Regions from separate parts of the Sus scrofa genome. Here region 1 is linked to region 2. Evidence: chromatin contacts called from public targeted proximity ligation data. All regions are on one chromosome and are shown on one strand. The core of a region is the stretch at or near the end of the contact, and the rest is flanking DNA. Distances in the headings are between cores, read along the strand shown.

Region 1 (3,731 bases), core at 195-2,694, 810 kb after region 2:
TATTTTCAAATAATTGTGCATAATATGCCTATCATTTTGGACCTTGATTTTTCACATAATGGTATCACTTGATCTTTATAACCTTCATTTTCTTTCTTTCATTTTAAAGGTAATTTTTTTTAAAATGGCTGCACTCGAGGCATATGGAAGTTCCCAGGCCAGGGACTGAATCCAGGCCACCACCTGCAACCTAAGACTCAGCCGTAGCAATGCCAGATCCTTTAACCCGCTGCCTCCGGCCAGGCTGGAGATCAAACCCACACCTCCGCAGCAACATGAGCCACCGCAGTTGGATTCTTAACTCACTGTGCCACAGTGGGAACTCTGTAACTTTCATTTTCAATGCCTGCCAATTATTGCATTTACTATTTTTATAGTTTAACTATTCAACCAGTAATTGCCACTTGAGCTACTTTCAAGTTTTCATTATAACAAAATAATCCCATACTTAGCACATGGCTCTTTTGTGGAATCTGTTTGTATATAACATTTTGTTTACTTGTTAAATTAATATACACACACTGTATTGATTTAAAAGATCCAAAATAGGATAAAGAGAATTTAAATAACTGGCTATTGTACCGCTGAGGGATACCACTGTGAAAATGTGGGTGTTTGTCCTTCCATTACTTTGCTACTCATGTATTATGTGTAGGGACACATATGTATATATACATTATCACCTGTTTATACTGATTTCTCATTAGTTACTACTGTGGCAAGTTTTTAAGCACGTAGGGGTTAAAAGGCTCAGATTCTGTGAGTTCAAATCCTGCTTCTGCCATTTATATAGGTGAGCCCTTTGGATAAACTCTATGGCTCCGTTTTCATACTTGATTAACTAGTCAGCCTTAGGCAGGTTCCTTCTCTAGGCCACAGTTTTTAGAAGAGGGATAATAATAGTATCTGTCTCCTAAAGTCAGAAGAATCAATTCACAGGAAGCATTTAGCAGAAAATCTGGCACATAGTAAGTGCTCAGCAAATATTCCCTAGAGTCATTTTTTCCATGCATTTTTCCATGTCAGGAAAATTATTGGGACTCACCATTTTTAACAACTAAACAATATTGTATTGTTCTTGTTTATACCCTAATTTATTTAATTTTGTTATGTACTTTGTTAATTTCAGTAATAAGACAGTGAATTTTGTGTACCTAAACCTTTGCCTGGGTTTGGATTACTTCCACAAACAAACGTTTATTAAAACTGGTGTTAATGGGTTAAAGAGTTTGAGCGTTTTTAACACTCTTTAAACATACGCCAAACTGCTTTGACAGAAAAGATTTTAGAACCATAGTTTTCAAACTGCAGCAGCAATAAATGCAATCTTGGAAAGCTTTCCTCTCTTCCTGTCTTCCTGTCCCAAGCCCTTAAATTATAGCGTTTGGAGCCATACCCTTTAGGGTCCTAGACTTTTGAGACGGTCCCTTGGTGTGAAAGGGGCCAGCGACTGGGAGCGGGAGGAGGGAGAGAGAACTGGTTTGAATAGCGCACGCCCTGCCCTGACCGTCTTAGTAATTGTACCACAGTTGACAGATGCGGCAGCGGTCACGTGACCCGACCATGACCTCATAGCTCCCGGCTCCCCCTCCTCCCATCCCCCCCCCCAGCCTGGGCTCGGGGACCCGGAGTGGATTAGGTGGCAGCCGCGGTGGCGGGAGGGGGAGGGCATTTCCATCACCCCTCCTTGGCAAGCTATCGAAAGGAGACCTGGGGAACTCTCCTTGGTTCCCTGGGCGAAGAAGGGGGATGCCAGGAAGCCCAGACTCCTGTGATCACTGGCTGGCGAGAAAATGCAACTGCATGGTTAGCAGGTACTTGCTGAATGCAGCTGGGGGCTCAGTTCTGGCTGCAGGCGAGGCTCGGTGCCAGGCACTGCACAAATTTCATCTCACCTAATTCTTCTTTATCCGCCTTTTATCGCTGAGAAAGGAGACTTGGAGGCAGAGATGAGAAAACTTACGGCTTAGCTGGAAACTGAGGACTCGCCCAAACCAAGAGCAAACTGGAGGCGTGTACAAGACAGCGGCCAGGGCCAGCGAGGCTGGGAGTGGGTGGGTGGGACCGCTGCCGCCCAAAAACTTCTGGAAGAAAGGAACGGTGGGTGAGGTGGGATGCAAGAAAGCAGAACAGATGTCACACTGAGCTGACAAGGCATCTGTAGTGGAGAGAATGAGATTTTGGAGGAACAGTGAAATAAAACCAGAGATAAAAGAAAAAAGACAGAGGAGAGTATTGATGGGACAAAGGGGGAGAGCCTTGGCCCAGTTTCACACCAGTGAGGGGCTCCTCCCCCACCCCCACACGCTTTGAAGGTCCTCTCAGGTCCCTGGAGACTTAGGGAGTTGTCAAAGCTACTGATTTTGAGTTTATTCTAGGCCCTTCCTTTGCAGGCAAGTGCCAAGCTCCCGTGACCCTGGTGCTCTCACCATTTTTCTTGAAGATTTCAAAATTCGTTTTAAAAATCTGTGTACCCCTTTGCACATTTTTAGGAGCAAACATTCAAAATTTTTCCATAGTTTAAGTAGTTACATAGAGTGTACTTTCTGGTGTATGCAAATATTGACATTTAAAGATAAAACTGTTAGAGTATTCTGAAAAAATGTTTCTAAGTGAAATGCTATAGGGATTGGATACCCACCATCATCTTTTTAAAAAATACATGAAGTTCTCCCTCAACAGTTGGAAATTTTTCCTCTTTTTTTCCCCTTGAATTTATATTTCCTTCTACTTCTCATACAGAGTTTTATCCTAATACATTTTTATGACTGAATGTCTTTTATGCATCACCCTATCATACTTCTCTCCTGCAAAGCCATGTATGTAAAATGAGTTTATTTTTAAAATTCCTTGCACCAAAAGACTCTAAGTGTTAGAGAATATTTTGACTGGAGTTTTACCATGACAACTAATGCACAATTAATCAAAACAAATACTATCAGAACATTTAATAGATAAAAAAATAAAGCTTACTTGGAAATGCATCTCTTAATGAGATGATGCTTTTTCTCCCTATCCCAATTAGTTCATATATCCATGGATGACTATTACTCATCACTAGAAGGGGTCAGGGTTTGGTATTAATTCTATTTGCTGTTGTTTATAAGTGCAAGAGCTGAGCTCAGCAACTTTTTCACATACTTAAGTACAAAGGGATCCAAAGCATTTTCTGATAGCCATGTCCCTTGATTTTATAAAGTCCCTTTGAGCTATACACCAAAGACCAAATGGGTAGATGATGAAAAATCTATCAGCTAACAACTGGAATAGATTCTCCTTCACTTTGAATGAAAGCAGAGAATTGCTCAGCCATTCATCACTCCTTTTCTCGACGTGGATACCAGGATTTAGACCGTCCTTTCATTGCACCGTACATTTTGTCCCCAAGCTAATGCCCCATGGGAGGATTTGAGATGGGTAAGAAGGGTGCCCTTCTTTGGGGAAGTGGGAGAAGGGTGCTCAGGGAGCCAGGCACATCCCTGGTGCACATGCTCAGACAGAACAGCGGTATGAGGGAGCACTTGCAGATGCTGAGGACTCCTCTTCATGCGAGGCTCTTACAATGACTCATGCCAAAATATGCACCCTTTGGAAGGTCTTTGTTATCCCCAGGAGCACCTGTACCTTAGTTTGTGCTGATCCGTTGCTGGGTGAGCAAAAAAAGGGAAGGTGATGGGGTGAGGGGTTCCCGCAGAGTCTGAAGGTCTCTTTGTAGGAGAAAAGGCACTCTG
Region 2 (3,388 bases), core at 50-2,549:
GGCGTTTCCTGAGCAGCAGTGGTGTGCTAGGCACTGTGAACACTCTAACTCCATAATCACCAAAGACAGGGGTGATGAAATTTATTTTACATTCGAGGTGAAGAGGTAAACAGGATCAGAGAGATTAGATGACATTTTCAATGGCTGAGCCAGAATTCACACTCAAGCCTGCCTAAATCCAAACCCCAGGGCCTGGAGTTCCCATTGTGGCGCAGCCGAAACAAATCCAACAAGGAACCATGAGGTTGCAGGTTCAATCCCTGGATTAGCTCAGTGGGTTAAGGATCTGGGGTTGCCGTGAGCTGTGTGGTGTAGGCTGGCGGCAACAGCTCCAATTCGACCCCTAGCTTGGGAACCTCCAGATAGCATGGGTGCGGGCCGAAAAAGACAAAACACAGAACAAAACAAACCCCAGATCCTTCCCTTAGTCATGATGCCAAATCTTGTCAAGCTGGTCCTCATAGCAGCCACCTCCCAGGGCTATTGCCCACAGCACCAACTTCTCTCACTCATTGGCCTCAGTTTAACCAATTTTGATTTTCCAAATTAATAATAACACCCACTGCCTTGGGTGTAAAATTTTAAATTGGGCTTGTCAAATAATTTCTCTGAATCTAGAGACCATTTTTCAGTGTGTGGTGGGGGGATGGGTGGAGGGGTGGAGACAACAGATTTACTCTTCCAGAGCCTTCTCTTTTAGTCTCATTCTCTTAATCCCTCCTCCTCCACCCCTACCAGCCTTCACGTGGCTGCCAGAGAGCTTTCCTGCAGATTTAATTAGGTGCCTCTCACTACTGCCCTTCAGTAGCTCCTGCAGCTTCCAGGAGAAAGTCCTATTTCTGGGCCAACACCCAAGGTCCTTCCTTCCTGAGCTGCACCCTTCTTTAGTGCACCCTACACACACACACACACACACACACACACACACACACGCTCACAAACATGTACTCTACCTCAGCTCCAGCCCCTGAGCCTCAGGTCTCAGCCACCCACAGAGTTGCAGTCTCCCCAGTGCAAGCAGGAACAATGATACTCCTCGCCAGGTGGTTGTGGGGATGACATGACACCTGTAAAGCTGCTGGCACACTGCAGACCCTGCTAGCAACTCATTAATATGCCCTGCCTTCCTTTGTCGGCTCTGGGAAACGTGCAAGGACAGTGCAGCCTGCAAAGGCAACTGTGTACAATGAATGCTCTATACAGGGCCATCCCTGGGTAGACCTTTCCAGATGGAGGCAAATGTCATCAGGGTTGGTATTTTGCTCAAGTTGACACTGAGGATGGCATTTCCTCTACTGTTTTTTTCTCCTGTGCCCGTGGTGAGCTCCGAGGTGATTCATCTGGCTGCTAAACTCCTTGAGGGCACAAGCAGGGTTGTGAACTGCTGGATATCTTCATAAGCCCAAGAGAGCCCTGGGTCTTCACTGGCGTCTCCAAGAATGCTAGGTGGCCAATTAATTATTGACTGGGTGCGTGCAAAGCTGGAGCGGCGTGCAGGTTATTTCAGGGCATCTCGGGCTGAAACAGAAACTGCATTGTTATAAGAGCCTGTTGAAGCCCAGAAGAAACACGGTGCTTTCACTTCCTGTTGCAGAAGCTGATGGTTTAAAACCACAGGGCATAAGAACAAGAAAGTCATGAGGCTGACCAATGAGCGCTTGATCTGAGCACTCTGCCTTGGTTGGGCTACCCATGCTCAGATGTGGACATCAGCAGGACCCACTCCCGGGGTTTTGATCATCCATCGGTAGCCTCAACTCAGCCCACCCTCTCCTCCTGTTTCCCAGTTTAATCTTCTTATTCTGAGATTCAAAGAGATAGAAATGACCCTTAGACAAAGCTCAGTTTCCAGAAACTCTTAACTAGGCAGACCAGGATCGTGGAACTCAGCCTCTTTCAGGAAGGATCCCACCAGATGAGAAGTGGGGATTTCTCAGCCCAAGCTCTCCTGACTCCAGGCGATCTGTCGTACCTTCAGGGTTCTGGCTTCCCCCATCCACGCCACATGGAACCTACCTGTCCTGGGTTTGCATGTCAGGTAAATTTTCCGACCAATATGCATTTGCCTATTCCTATACCAGAAGGCACCTTTTGGTATTGGTTGGTGTGCCTCTGCTAATCTCAATTCATCAAATGCCCTTTGAACACTGTAAACACGTTCTATAGAGATTATTCTTGCCTTGAGTTATCTCGGTAACTGCCATGTGGCATTTAAACTATCTGGGTAGTCTTCTAGTCTTTATCTCCTCTAGAATCACAGGAAAAACTATTTGCTATTATTCCCATGAGAGATGGGGACTGTCAAGGGGGACATGTCCAAGGTCACCCAGCAAGGTAGTGATGGGCAGGACCTCTGGCTCTGTGTCAGCAGCCTTCCCAGCGAGAGTTGTGAGCACGCTCTGCAGCAGCCCGCACAGGTTTACACACAAGTGTATGTAGGCAGGTGCCCAGGGACAGCCCACCAGGCAGGGAACTCTGGAGTGGGGGGCTGCTGAAGGATTGAGCTTTCTTAGCCCCTGGAGAGCTCGCCACCTCCCAAATATCTTCTCTGCTACCTGAAAGTTTCTCAACAGGGAATGAAGCCTTCAAGTCCCAGCTCCGCTCCTTATTGGTTGTGTGAATTTGGGCAGCACACCTAGTCTCTCTGAGACTTTGTTTCATCATCTGTTAAATGGAGATTTAAATAACACCTATTTTATAGGGTCGTGAGGATTACATTTTAAAATGCACATAATGGGGAGTTCCCGTCATGGCTCAGTGGTTAACAAATCCGACTAGGAACCATGGGATTGTGGGTTCAAGCCCTGGCCTCGCTCAGTGGGTTAAGGATCCGGCATTGCCATGAGCTGTGGTGTAGGTCACAGACGCAGCTCGGATCCCGCGTTGCTGTGGCTCTGGCGTAGGCTGGCAGCTACAGCTCTGATTAGACCCCTAGCCTGGGAATCTCCTTATGCCGTGGGTGCGGCCCTAGAAAAGGCAAAATAAAATAAATAAATTAATTAATAAATTAAATAAAATGCACATGATGGGCTTAGCTGCTGCCTCGATTCCAGTGTTTAAGTGGCACTTATTGTAACTGTGCAGATGGTGGGGTTTATGGTGTTTTTTGTGTTTTCTTTTTGCTTCTCTGGGTTTTTAGCAATTTAACATGCACTGCTGTTGTAGTAAAAAAGATGTTTTTTAATAATAAAAAGTGTTAATTTAATATCCAGACATAGGAAAAGGAAGATATGATTCAAATATATACTAGTACTTAAATACTATATGCCTGTTACTCTGTGTGTATTTTTTTTGTGTGTGTGTGTCTTTTCTAGGGCCGCACCCGCGGCACATGGAGGTCTAATTGGAGCTGTAGCCGCCAGCCTTCACCAGAGCCACAGCAACTCGG

The links.
Region 1: a targeted proximity ligation map of skeletal muscle shows a contact between it and region 2, with 4 times the contacts expected there. A contact is called at or near these places in 2 of 2 datasets of targeted methods (alveolar macrophages and skeletal muscle).

Annotation. Positions count from the first base shown.
Region 1 is chr3:94,043,602-94,047,332 of Sscrofa11.1, forward strand. The region is part of intron 2 of ATP6V1E2 (V-type proton ATPase subunit E 2); the gene reads left to right. Among named protein-coding and RNA genes, the nearest start is that of TMEM247, 22 kb to the right of the region's middle.
Region 2 is chr3:93,229,737-93,233,124 of Sscrofa11.1, forward strand. No RefSeq gene overlaps it. Among named protein-coding and RNA genes, the nearest start is that of EPCAM, 46 kb to the left of the region's middle.